2 separate regions of the Rattus norvegicus genome follow, and region 2 is linked to region 1. A link is a contact called in public Hi-C data. All regions are on one chromosome and are shown on one strand. Each heading gives the region's core, a stretch centred on a gene start, on an enhancer-like site or on the middle of the called end of the contact. The rest is flanking DNA. Distances are from core to core; before and after follow the strand shown.

Region 1 (6,816 bases), core at 1,858-4,357:
GGTCAGGCGGTCTGACCGCCACCCCCACCCCCCCCATTAAAACCGCATCAGTTTTTCTTCTTCCTCAACTACTACTACAAACTTAGATTTTTGTTTCCAGGGTTTTTTCTTTAAAACTAAAGCCACAAGCAACACACACACACACACACACACACACACACACACACACACACACACACACACACACACAGCATTTCTGTTTTATCCCAAAGACAAAAATATCAGTGCCAAGCAACAGTTGCAATCTATCTTAAAAAGAAGGCTCTGGTGAACGGCCATTGGTTCCTGTCTTTTCCGAAAGGGCGGGATTTACTGCCATCTTGGTTTAGAATACTATCTTTTCTGGCCCCTTCTAGGCAATATGCTTACTGAAGTTTGAACACTCTGCCCTTTGAGTAAGCACATTGTTTGTTTTAAGTGAAATTTTGCTGGCTGATCAGCAAGCATCAGGATGACAAATAATAGGCTTCTGCAGGTCTCCATGACTCTTCAGTACCTGCTCACCAATGCCTGAAGGATGGCGCGGTGTTACAACAGGGGATTACATTTTGAAATCATAGTCATAAGAGAAGCATTAAGTTAGTTGGGTCCAATGGGCTGTGCATTAAAAATATTATTTGAAGTTGAGTTTAATGGCATATGCCTGTAATCCCAGTGTTTGGAAGTCAGAGGCAAGGGGATTGTCATGTTTTGAGACTTTGTCCTGATAGAGCATTTTGGGTAAGTCTGTGCTATCTTAGCAAGGTCCTACCAGATGCAAACACACTTTGGAAAACAAAAATTACTCAAGAAAGCAGCTGAGGCATCAGTTGGAGACTAGAATTGTCTACTACTCCATGCTCTTTATTTGAAAGGCTCACCTTCCTGTGGACCTAGCTTCTTTGGTCGTGTATATACATGGGGAATCTCTGGGCACACAATTTGACTCCACCCTCATATAATTTTTACCTGGAACAAGAAAACACTGTAGGTCAGAATCACGTGGGTCTTTGTGGTTTTGATGGTTGAGAAATTTGGTTGTCTGAACCAACCAGATTACAACACTAAGGCAGACCTTGAAGAACCCACCTGGCAACACTCTCAAAACCAGGCTCTGAGGCTTTGCTTCCTTTGCTTCTCAGCCAGGCCAAAGTCCTGATGTCACTAAAGATCAATTCTTCAATCCACACACTAGAGTGTTTCCCTCACATGCAGAGGACAGGAATGAATGGAAATGGGAAACTCAAGGTGACATTTTCCTCTGACTTAGAGAAAACTGCCCCTCCCTAGTCTGGATCACAAGAAGATGTGTGGAGTTTGTTCTGTAGACTTGGTTCAGTCTGTTGTGACGAACTTTTGGGGATTCTCCATTCTCCAGTTTGTTTTTAGATCCTCAGTCCCCTTATGTGGAGTTTGACATTTTATCTGTTCCCTCAAACCAATGCTGTCTTCTTTCCCTCTAAATCCAGTGCAGGCTCTGACTAAACAGGCTGTTTGCCCTCTTGAATTTATGAGAAAATAAATCCCAAGCTGCTACAAGGCATCAATCACTGGCCAAGGTAAACTGAGATATAGCACGATACATTCCATGGCCAATTCTCTTGAAGGCTGTAGACTTTAATAATGGAGGCCTTGGCCTGGTCTTTCTTCATATTCGATACTGTCACCCTTACCCACACCAGACAATATTTTTGGTGGTTCAAGGAAAACATTCCTAAGATTCTGAACTAATTGTGGCGGTTCTAGAATTTTCTGCAGGGGTTTTAAGAATTGCAAGCTCTGAAATGAAGTTTCTGGCCTATCCAATCAGGATTTTTTGGAGGCTTGGATGAAATATGGGTGAATTTGTAATCTTGTTATTTCTCTGGGGAAGGGAAAGCCCCATCCTAGACAGTTCAGATAATGAGTTCGGCACAGCACCTGCCCTGCCAGTCAGCAGCTTAGCGGGGTCAGAGGTCGTGAGCATCTAGGAATCTTACACAGATCTCGTTCTTCTGTTCTGGACACCGCAACACAGCAGAGGACAAAGCTGCCCACGCTAGTCGCGTGTCATGCTCAAGAGGTGTCTCCAGCTGGCCAGCTGCCACTAGATCTATTACACTCTAAAGCAGGTGCAGAGGTGCAGTCTCAAGAGAAGTGATGTTCTGTAATCACTTCTGCCAGGTCGTCCCCTAAGGCAGAAATTTCCACCATTTTTGATCACAAGAACTGTATAACACAGCCCGATGCTGTGGGCAGGACACTAGATACCTCTAAAAAATTTCCTGCGTGTCGTTTGGCCACATAAGGGCTACTCATAACCACGTGAGTCCCCATTTTGCTCTGGCTTTCCACCACCACCACCACCACCACCACCACCACCACCACCACCACCACCACCACCACCACCAAGCTGCCTCTATTGGTGTTGGGAAGCAGCGCTTGGTTCCTGGGTAGCAAAGGAGCGCTGATCGGTAGGAACCAAAGGTCAACGGCTTTTCTAAGAGGGATGCACAAGACAGAGAGATTTGGAAGATTTCAAGTAAGCATCGCCAACTGGCCCCTCCTCTCCCCCAAACAAGGAAAGCAAAACAAGACAGAAAAATGTTCCCGGATAAAAATATATCTATTTAGAAGGTCTCTCCGCGCAGGCGGATGGGGCTTTCCAGCTGCCTGCCTGGCCCCGGGAGGACTTGGCCGCGCAGCCGCCGATTACACCCAGCTAGCTCTGCTGGGATGGCTCCGGGCCGTCTGCCCTGACGTCAGCGAGCCTCAGGGCCTCGCTGCGGCGAGATAGCAAAGCGCGGCCGGGAGCGGGCCCGGCACTAATCACTCCCAGATGTCCCTAATAGCGGAGATAAAGACGGTCCGAGAGGCCGGGAATAAATTTGTAATCAGGCCTCTACCATCTGATCATCAAAGCGGTCCAAATACCGGAGAAATTTGGAGGGAATGTATATGCAGGGGGTTGTTGCTCTCGCTTCTGCAAGATTACTGACTTGGGCCGGGTGAAACGGTGAGAATCTGCGGAGCCGGTGAGAATCGGGGGGCGGGGGGTTAGAATTGTGGGCGTGAGTCCGGGACTACGTTCCATTTACTTCCAGGAGGCTGGCCGGCCAAAGGCTCTGGCCGTTCTAGGCTAATGACTGGAGCAGACAGTTGCTATGCTTCGAAGCACACCGGCTGGGTGGTGAGGCGGCGCTTTTTAGAACTGTCCGGCCCCCGGAAACGTGAGATTGGTTTCCTTTTTTGGAACAGCCTCCTTTCTTCCTCTTTTAAACAGTTAAAAATATCTAACGGATCTCTTCCACACACCCCGATAATCTCCACAGGGGCAATTTAGGCTGCTGGGGGGGCCTCCAGCCCGTTTCTGAACCCCAGTCTGAGAGCGGTTCCTTGCGATTTTTCTTTCTGTCCACAAGATCCGAGGGCTGGGACAAGAGCGGAAAGGAGACATGCTAGTGCCCTCTCCTCCTGCGGAGATCTGGGCCAGAGGATTTGACTTTCAGAGGCTCCAATTCTCCTAGGTTAAAATAATCATGCCAGGGACCGGATTCAGTAGTCCATAGTGTTTATGCACCACAGATTTCCCTTTCAAACAAACTCTGTTTTGGGCTCCCCAGCCGACCCTTCTTCCAACTCGGAGTGCGTAGGTAGGGCTCGCGCACTAGAAGCAAGATAAATGAAAGGCGGCGGTGGAAGATAAGCCACAATACCCACACAAACGATCTGAGAAATGGCATATGGGAAAAGATTCAGGGTTCGTGGAACAGATTTCTATACTTTGTAGGCCCGCTGTTCTCATGCAAGTCCAGGCTTCGCTCCATCCCTTGCTCTGTTTGGTAGCCCTGTGACGCAGTTCAGGCCCTAGCACCTGATCCCGGTTCTCTGCTCAAAGTCTGGGGGTGGGGTAGAGTAGCCCCAAGCTCTTGCCTCCCGCAATTTTGCATTTGAGATCACTCTCCATTCCTCACACCTCTTCCTTTCAAATTTGAAATCCTAAATTGCCCCCTGCCCCCTGCCCATACTTTGACACCAGGAGAGACTGGCTTTGAGATTCTCTGCGGCTGGGGGTGGGGGGGCAGAAACCAGCAGAACTACAGGTAAGGGAAGCAGATTGGGCCATCATTCCACCGGGAAGTGAGGCAGACACATTTTTAAAGGGTCACGGAGAGTGGCATCGCCGGTGACACTGCTGCACCCATTTTTCAACGCTGAAATCAACTCACCAGCAGTTCCTTCTACAATCTAAATTCTGAACCCTCCCCTCAAAGAAAATGCTGCAACAGAACTAGCCAGAAATTCCTGCTTACTCAGTGTGTCTCTAGGTTTTCGTAGGCATGCACAGTCCCACAGTGACCTAGCTATCATTTTGGACAAGCTGTCTGGTAGCTGCTGTCAGTGTCTGTGGGCTGGGAGCAAACGTCCTAGGAAAGCCAGCCGTGGAGGATACTGACTGAGGTCCACTCTGAGATTTCCAGACTCATTTCCAAGCTGAGAGAGAGAGAGAGAGAGAGAGAGAGAGAGAGAGAGAGAGAGAGAGAGAGAGAGAGAGAGAGAGAGCAGCCTGTCGGTGCTGCAGGGTTATCAGACCTTAGTCCATGCAGAGGTCTGGGGCTGAGCTCTGACAGCCAGATCGACCATCAATTTACCTTCTGTGCCCCAACTTCCCATTTAGCTTTTAACGTCAAATCCTACATGTTTTGTCGGCTCCGGCCTGTCTAGAACGCTTGTGAATTCGCTGCAGGAGTGATTGCTCTTAACAAAATGGCAGCAAACACATTATCCGAGCAATTAAAGCAGAGGCCCTTTAGCCATTCCCACAAGCAGAATCTCTCTCCTCCACCGCCTTTAAACAAAGAATAAAAAGTGTGTAGCTGAGAAAAAGCATAGAATCACTGCAGAAATCCCCCCCCCAGCACACTAGCCCACCCCATGGGAGTTTGACAAGGCAAAATATGTGGCTGGGGATGTTGGAACAGTTTAGATTCCAGACGGAGGAAAGGATTATCTGTATGTTCTGCAGGTTGAAGGGTCCAGCTAGTTTAGAACTGTGTCCAGTTAACTGGTTTGCTCAGCTGAGGCATTTGGAGCATCTGGGCTTTCAACTGGCTTTAGTACTAAGTCAGCTGGATTCTAGCCAGTTGGGTTTCCTGGACGGTTGGAGTGGTAGGGTGGATTCAACGTTGGGGCTTAGTACTGACTTGGGGGGAGAGAGGCCTCTGCAGCTCAATGACTCTAGATAGTCAACAGGGATGGATGCCTGGATTGCCAGTCCAAACGCACCAAGATTAGTAAAATGATCACCTATGAACAGTGCACTAGGATCTTTTGATTCCCTTGTGCTGGAATTTAATGAAGCAGAACAGCTGATTAAACCAGAATCCATTAAGGCCTAGAAGAGAAGACAAAGGCATGCACAGGCACACAAGCTCATGGTGACGATAACAGATGTGTTTAGGTGGTAACCCATCTCATCTCTGTCCATTCTAGAACCCTCTTAGATTCCTTTCTTCTAGCTCTAAAACATGGAATCTTTCTTCTGAGCTGCAAGTGAGCTAAAAGTGAAGATGCAGAAGACCTCTGCAGGCCAAAGGAGAGAGCCGCTTGGTCAAACAGACAATGGTCCAGAAAGCTACAGAAAACCTGGCCAACCATCATCCCCATGCTATAAACAAAGGCATGTGTCTGTAAACACAGCCCCTTGCCCACCAGGTCGGCCCAGCATCGGCTGACCTAAGGGGAGAAAGTTCAGATCGCTTTGGCCTAGTTGTTCTAACCCCTCGCCCTCCTGTTGTCAGCCATCCGCAGAAGTCCGAAACACCACTCACACCCGCCCCCCCTCACCCACGAAGGGCTGGGCTGGCTGACTGAAGACCACCCGGGTCAGGGAAGCCAAGAGTGAGCCGTGGGAACGAGGGTTTGTGCCTGGAGGTAAGGTGTGAATATCACCCCAAGGATGGCTAAAACTGGAAACCCTTAGGCAAGGCTCTACAACACCAGACTTCATGAAAGTCTGGTCATGGAACTTCATGAAACAAACCACGTTTAAATACTTTTCATCTCCCCCAGTTTTCCACCCATTCCTAATAGCACTTCAGCTTCTTTGATTTCTAGAACCAGGAGTGAAGCTCTGTTTAACCTAGGGAAAAGCGGCAGTACAGGACCCCAGAACAGCAAAGCCTGGTGAAGTTCTAGGGGTCCACTATTCAGGGGTAGGTTGCCACTTGCTCGAGCTGCAGCTTCGAAGACTCCAGACACCGAGAGCAGTTAATATTGAGTTCCCTGTAGCTCCTTGTAAATCTAACCCAACCCCTTGCCCCCCTTTAAATCTGTGGTCTTGTTCGCGATTTCTTACTTGACGTAAAATTCCTTGTTACCTAATCATAGACTCTTTTCAAAAGACTCCCCTCCTCCACCGCCGCTGCTCATATGAGAATCTTCCAATCTGGACAGCTAGCTAAACCCCCTTTCTCTTTTTTCTCTCTCTTAAAAAAAAAAAAAAGAGAGACTTGGATAAAAGCCCTGTACTTTGAACTAAAGGCCTCAGACTATGCCTGTAATAAGGCCTGGGATCCTCCTCACACCTCCTCCACAGGAAAGAAAAAAAAATGCTCCCTAAACACAAAATGAAGAACCAGGCACAGGGCTTCCGATATATACCTATAAAACAAGGCCACCTAAACCTTCTGCACGTGGCCGCAGATCCTTCTCTCAACCAGATACTCCTAAAGACCACTCAAAGCTCTCCTGGGAGCTTCGGCAAGAAGAGGGGACGGGGTAGAAGCCCAGGTCTTTGGTCAGGATTTTCACCAGGACAGTTTGCTTCAATAATAGCTCATTCATCTAGGGAGCCTC
Region 2 (6,816 bases), core at 1,248-3,747, 660 kb after region 1:
CACACACACACACACACACACACACACACACACACACACACACACATACACGAGGCTCAGTGGGTCTAGGCCAACCAGGGTTACATAGTGAGATCCTGTCTCAAAATAAATAAATAGCTGTCTCTCCCAATATCATGATTTATTAAATCTCTGACATTGAAATCTGTGTCTCCAATCAAACTGGTTGAATGTGTAGAAATAGTTTTGTTCCGTGAGAAAGAGTCCAAACCATTAGAGAAAATCAGACTGTTGGTTTACAAAGTTTATGCCTAGCATGTCACACAACTATTCACATAGTAAATGCACAATAAATGCTGACTAGCAAGAAGGGTGAGCCTGGAAACAAAGGAAAACTGAAATGAGAAAATGGAACGCTAAAAATGGCGTAGTGAATTCCAAACTACATGCTTCAAACCGTAGCCCAAGCTACAATTTCCCCATTCCGTTCCCTTATCTGTAACCACTGCCTTTCATCTCCTCGAACATTTCAAAATAGACAGTTTGCAAAGAGTTCCGACTTCTAATAAGCAAGTTAAATGGTTTTCAAAGTCTTCCTGTTTCTATTTTTGCCTGATATGTAGGAAAGTTTGCTTCTGTTCTGTAAGCAGAAAAACATACAACGTATGGACAAGGACCATGTGGTCTTTATGGAGATTCCGAGGTCAAAGCTACAGAAGGAAAAATTAAAAGGCATTTCTTGGCCAAGCATTTACAAGCTTACTCTCAACAATCTGAAGTTCAGAAGCCCTGAGAACAAATTCTCTCATCAAAACAGGCTAAAACTGAGACTTGATCTCAGATTCTCCTAAACCGACGGGTATTCGGCAAGACATCTCTGTTAAGGCAACCCCACATGGAGGAACAGCAATAAACCCCATCCACATGCCCTGTCAGTCTCCCGAGCACCATAGGTGAGGGGCAACATGCATGTGTCAGCAAATTAGGCAGGAAGCAGCCATTGCACCATGAGGATATTAAGGGTGGGATCAGGGTGCCCAGGGCACTGTTAACGACTGAAGGCAGACATTATGGCCTGCCTTAAATCAGAGAAGAAAACAAAGACAAAACACCACTGCACTTCCTCTAACACATAGTTTCACTACCTAGATTCTAGACTCTAGAAAAATCAAAAAGTATGCTTCCATCCCTTGGAATTTTAGGTTTGTCTTTTCGTTGGAAAGGGACAAATTACAACCTCCCTCTTTCCTTGGCAAGCAGCTCCCTGTAAACCAAAACTTCCTCCACTCCTGAGAGAAGCTAACATTTGTTCCCTTTCTCCTACGTTCTCATGCATAACGGAACCATCTCAAAGAATAAGCGTTACGACTCAGGATTGACTTGTGGTTTCTAAAATATGGAAGCTTCTCACGGGACAGTTTTTGATATCAGCTGTTAAATGTGAATGAAAGTGTGCACTTAAAATCACTGCGTGAATGGAAGTGTGCACTTAAAATCACTTCCTGTTGCATCTTCAGTCCTTGTCTTTCCTATTCCATGTGTGTCCTATTACCAACAGAATGTGTATACGTGATATGTAAAACAGAGATACCCTTTCAGCTTCTGAAAGGCCGCCCTCTGATATATCAAACTGTAATGAAATAGACTCTTCTTTCCACATTCAGAACCCAATTATTTAATAGAACTTTGAAAAAAGGGGAACTTCCACAATTTTTAAAAAGCAAAATACAAAAAAATTAACATAGTCATTAAAGTGCAAAAATACTAGCATTTGAGATGAGCAGCTTTGTGCTGCCCCCACAGAAGCTTGCTTTATTTAAGTCAAATGACTCTAAATGTTGATGTGTTTAGAAGGCATTTTATACAACTTCAAACAATAATATGTTTATATGACAAAGGAATGTTTTAAATTACTAAACTTGTAGAAATATGGTGAGCAAATCAGTAGTGAAATACATTTCTTCCAAGCATATGTTGCAAACTCAACAAAGAAAAGCTTAAGTGGCTTTTTTTTGTTTTTTTTTTTTTTTGTTTTTTTTTTAATTTTCGTGATTCCATCCAGAAGACACATGGCAGATAACAGGCACTGATTTCTTTTAATGTGTGCAAATGCTGAAACATCCTTAAATATTTTTATGCTCCAACACTATGCTAATACAAGAAATAAATACAATTTCCATTATTTCAGATATTTATAAGCATTTTCTTTTACTATGTGTTGCCTTCTTTTATTGAATGAAGTGACATACCAAATAGCACATGGCATTTGTGACTGTTTGCTTTATATAGATGTGATGAACTTAGCGGCTTCTGTCATTTATTTGACCTCCTAAAAGACTCGATGTTTCATGTTCTAAAGTAAATTCACTTTAAATTGTTTATTGATGTTGGAGTTGTTACATGAGCAAACATTTTAGCTGATAACTCAATAAAACAACATGCTTCTTAGGGGTCTGAACCTCTGCTTTGGTTTACAAAGTTTGATTTCAGAATCATAGTTTCGATTTGCAGTGAGAATGGATGACTCAGCCTGGAAGCTCGTTCTGCTCAGTGTAGCTGGGATTATGGAAGAAGTGACTGGCATTCTTTGTAAAATAGCAGAACCTTGCCTTGTGCATGACTGCAATCCATTCAAGAAACAAGTATAATTCTTATCCACAAGACAAAACCATCATTCCTAAGAAACCAGGTAAGAGCAATAAGAGCAGAATCAAGGACAGAGTAACTAGAGAAAGTGGTAGACTCATTCCACGTGAGTAGGAAAGAGCAACAGCAGTTTATTTTCTGTAGTGTATTTCAAGAAATTAAGAATGATTGACTTTCTTCTCCTAGATTTTTAGTTTGGAAATGCCAACAATATAAGCATATTACACAATCTATACCAACACACCTTGGGGGCATCCATTTTTAAATATTTTTTCATTTATCGTCCCCCTCTTTCTGCCTTTCAATCTCTCTCTCTCTCTAAGAGGAGGGGGGAGGAGAGGAGGAGAGGGGAGGAGAGGGGAGGGGAGGGGAGGGGAGGAGAGGAGAGGAGAGGAGAGGAGAGGAGAGGAGAGGAGAGGAGAGGAGAGGAGAGGAGAGGAGAGAAGAGAAGAGAAGAGAAGAGAAGAGAAGAGAAGAGAAGAGAAGAGAAGAGAAGAGAAGAGAAGAGAAGAGAAGAGACGTGGAGTGGGGAACCTGTTTTGGGTGACATATTTGAAACTTTTCTGCAGTGAACATAACTCCTTGTCCCCAAGAATAAGAGCAGCTTGCTTCAAAATTATCACACTGTCAAATCCCCCAGAAACTCCTTATTGAATCGCAGTCCTCCCTAAATGACTTTTGGGGTTGTTTTTAAATTCAGCATCCAATCAAGCACTATACAACACACAGACTTATACATTCAAGTGGGTCTTTAGACTTTTTAATCTGCAGTGAGTTTTCACCATGATGAAATGAGAACACATTATTTTGAATATTAGTTTCAAGACCGATCAATTAATACTGGCAGCAAATAATTAGGAAAGTTACTTTTAAGACCTGTTGTTATTTTTACCCAAAAATATATGTTATCATTTCACCAGAAAGTCTCCTTCCAACTCAACTAACTTCAAGTGATGTGGGAGAAAATAAATAAATATTAATCAATCAATTAATTACTTAATTAATTAAGGGCAGCATAATTGAAACTAACTAGTAGCTTAAGGCACATAGATCCCCATTGTCACATTTAGCACTTTAAACCCATCCCCCAAAACAAACTGGTGGCCAATTTCTTGTGTGTGGCTCAAGGTTAATGTGAATATTATTGAAACAGGATAGGCAGTCAACCATGTAATATTTATTCTCCTTGATTCCTCGTTACTCAAGCATTCTGCCTTTCTTTCTCCATGAAAGGCATTTAGGTAACAATTTGAACACATTCTAGCAGAGGTTGGGTAGATACTTTTAACAAGTACTGTTACTGTCCAAATATTTTCCTTCTTCTTGGATGTCAGATTTTAAGAAAAGTGTGTTTGTTGAAAGATAATTCACTATTAACACACTGCTTCAAGGAAAATCTTCACATTAGTAGAAATGTAGTGCCAAAGCAGAACAAAACCATCACATTATGATATCTTACAAATTTAATGCCTCACATTGGGATGTGTATGTTAAAGCATACATCTCAACTTTGTATGATAAAACCTTGTGTGATGATTCATCATTAGCATCTATAAACACACATATCAATACATATTCATAATGAAATAAACATATTCCAAGTATGCATGTGTACGTATGTATATGTAGATATAAAATACTGAAGTTACTTCTAAGTCTTGTGACAGATGATATTTTGTTTCAATTAAATGCAGTTCTTTAAAAGGAAAAGGACAGTCATGCTGAGAGACATATGATGGACACATCGCTTCCTGCTTCTAATTTCTCTATGAAACAAATGAAGTCAATCAGAGATAAGCTATTTCAGTGTAAGGGTAATAGGCAAAGACAAGAGCATATCCAATTTAGGGGGATTTCTATTGCCACCTAGTGTTTAACTTTATAATGGACTGATTTCTGAACATGAAAACAGTCCTACAATATGGAACATACTCTGTGAATTACAACACTTTTCAATCAAATAATCTCTTAGTTCTTTAAAAAGCAAGACACTATTTCTTTATGAACCAGCAGTTATGTGAAGATAATTTTGCCCCATTAATTAATTCATTATTTATTCACTGTATATCCTGATTGCTAGCCCTACCTGCTGGCCCCTCCTCACAGGGTCCCTGTCCTCATTCCCCCTCTCCTATGAGAGGGTAGGGGGCCCCTGGGTATCCCCTCACCCTGGTTCATCAAGTCTTTGCAAGGTTAGGCATATATATATATATATATATATATATATATATATTAAATCACATAAAAAGAAATTGATGGTAACAGTGCATTCTCCCTCCCCACCGCCCCTACTCTCTCTCTCTCTCTCTCTCTCTCTCTCTCTCTCTCTCTCTCTCTCTCTCTCTCTCTCTGTGTGTGTGTGTGTGTGTTTGTGTGTGTGTGTGTGTGTGTGTGTGCATGCATACATGCAATTTCTGTATGAGGGGGTGTGTGCAAGTTCATGCATGTGTATGTGGAAGTCGAGAAACTACATAAATGGTTTAGGTGGTTTTTACCTCTTTTTTTCCCCTCTTTAGAAAAATGTCTGTCACCAGTCTGCAACTCAACAGTAGGCCATGGATCTGCCTCTCTCTGCCTCCCCAACACTTGGAATATAAGCATGTGCCACAGTACCTAGCATTTTATGTTTTATCATAAGTTCTGAGCATCATATTGAGCGCTCTGTGTTTATACAGCATGCCCTTTATCCACTAAGATTTATTCATAGCTGCCCAATAGCATTTTATTATCTGGAAGCAGCATTTTGAAAATCCTAAGATTTTCAAGTCCCTGAGATAAAAAAGTTTAACCTTTATCAAGATTGAAGAGTGATAAATACTGACTTTTTTCATTTTCTAAATGTATTCCATATCAAAAAAAGATTTAGTTTGGATAACACGTTTTATGTACTAAAGGCTTTCTTTGCTTGGCAATTAGAACTTAATTTTGGAAATTAAACAATTCGTATACTATTGTGAAAACACTCAGTTTTTTCCCAGCAGCCTAAATGCCTAACAATTTACCTATATGAGAAACCATATTTAACTAGTTCTAGCAGCATCATGAGAAAAACCAAGTGAATGTCTCTGGAAATACAGCTTAACAGGGGGATAGTCTGATTCAACAGATATTTGAATAGTCACTTATATTCCATACCATGAGCATAATGCAGTAATGCAGATTACACGTCTCTGGGCGATGTAATGGTGTTTTACCAGTCTACAGTATGATGGGCAAAGACAACTTCTTTATAAATAGATGCCAACAGTTGGCACAGAAATGCCATACTCTAATGTCATCATAAAAGTTGAGTTTTGTTTTAAAGTCAAGTTGAACTATCTCACGCTTCATTTGTCTAATATGAAAAAACACACAGAGGTGATAATCACCTCTCTAAAAAGAAAACTTCACAATTTGACTTCAGCAAGTCATCAACAATGAACGACTTATCTGCTTGTGAGGTTCCCCGTCACATTCATGGCTACACCCTTTAATTTTGACTTGTCATAATGTAACAAGTTCTGTGTGATGGAAAGCAGCAAGAGGTACCTGAGTGTGAATAATTTTACATCTTCATAAATGAGGGCAGACTGCCTCTTGACTCTTCTGTAAGTTACATCACAAGATTATGAGGCTCTAAAAACATAAAAGCTGTTACTTATTTGTTTGGACTGACTTGAAATTATAAACATCATATATTTTGTTATGTGATCATTTTCCCCATGGAAGGCATGGTGTTAGGCTATGAGCTTCTTAGTTATCAATATTCACTGAAATCATTGAGTCATTGCATGGGTGGCCGTGTGACCAAATGCACTCAAAAAGTGTGACAATAATGTCAACAGTACAGTTTATACAAGTAAAATATTAATTAAAATCTGGCTGCTTCTTATAAATATAGTAGCAGAAAGAATGCAATAGTGTTACTGAGTGATCAGAGAGGAAGTAAGTGATACCTGTAATTCTTTCAACAAAACAGGGGAATGAAAGTGTCAGCTAGGCAAGGTGTTGCTTGCCTGTAATTCCCACTGGAAACAAAGGCAGGAGGACCATGAGTTCAAAACCATCAGGGCTACATAGCAAGTTTGAGGCAAATCTAAAATACGTGCAAACATGGCCTCCATAAAGATATTTTAGTATAATCAAGAAAAATTATCAGTCCTAAAAAACTGTGGTTTTCAGTTTATTTTGGTAATAAATAGCTTTTCCCCAAGCTCATAATTCTTTCACTAG

Evidence for each region. A called contact is a pair of places that touch in the nucleus more often than the background predicts.
Region 2: a Hi-C map of the A7r5 cell line shows a contact between it and region 1, with 4 times the contacts expected there. The contact joins two enhancer-like sites. A contact is called at or near these places in 4 of 12 Hi-C or Micro-C datasets (the A7r5 cell line, the Rat2 cell line, kidney and 1 more).

What each region holds. Positions count from the first base shown.
Region 1 is chr16:37,920,879-37,927,694 of GRCr8, forward strand. LOC103693946 (a long non-coding RNA gene) reads left to right here. Exons shown (of 2, transcript XR_596448.3): 2 at 1-174. Among named protein-coding and RNA genes, the nearest start is that of Hand2, 7.2 kb to the right of the region's middle. Within about 2 kb of position 3,108, at least 22 of the 93 cell types and tissues checked have an H3K27ac peak or open chromatin away from gene starts, as enhancers often do. A contact at or near this core is called in the A7r5 cell line, where this site is marked.
Region 2 is chr16:38,586,309-38,593,124 of GRCr8, forward strand. No RefSeq gene overlaps it. Among named protein-coding and RNA genes, the nearest start is that of Fbxo8, 130 kb to the right of the region's middle. Within about 2 kb of position 2,498, at least 3 of the 93 cell types and tissues checked have an H3K27ac peak or open chromatin away from gene starts, as enhancers often do. A contact at or near this core is called in the A7r5 cell line, where this site is marked.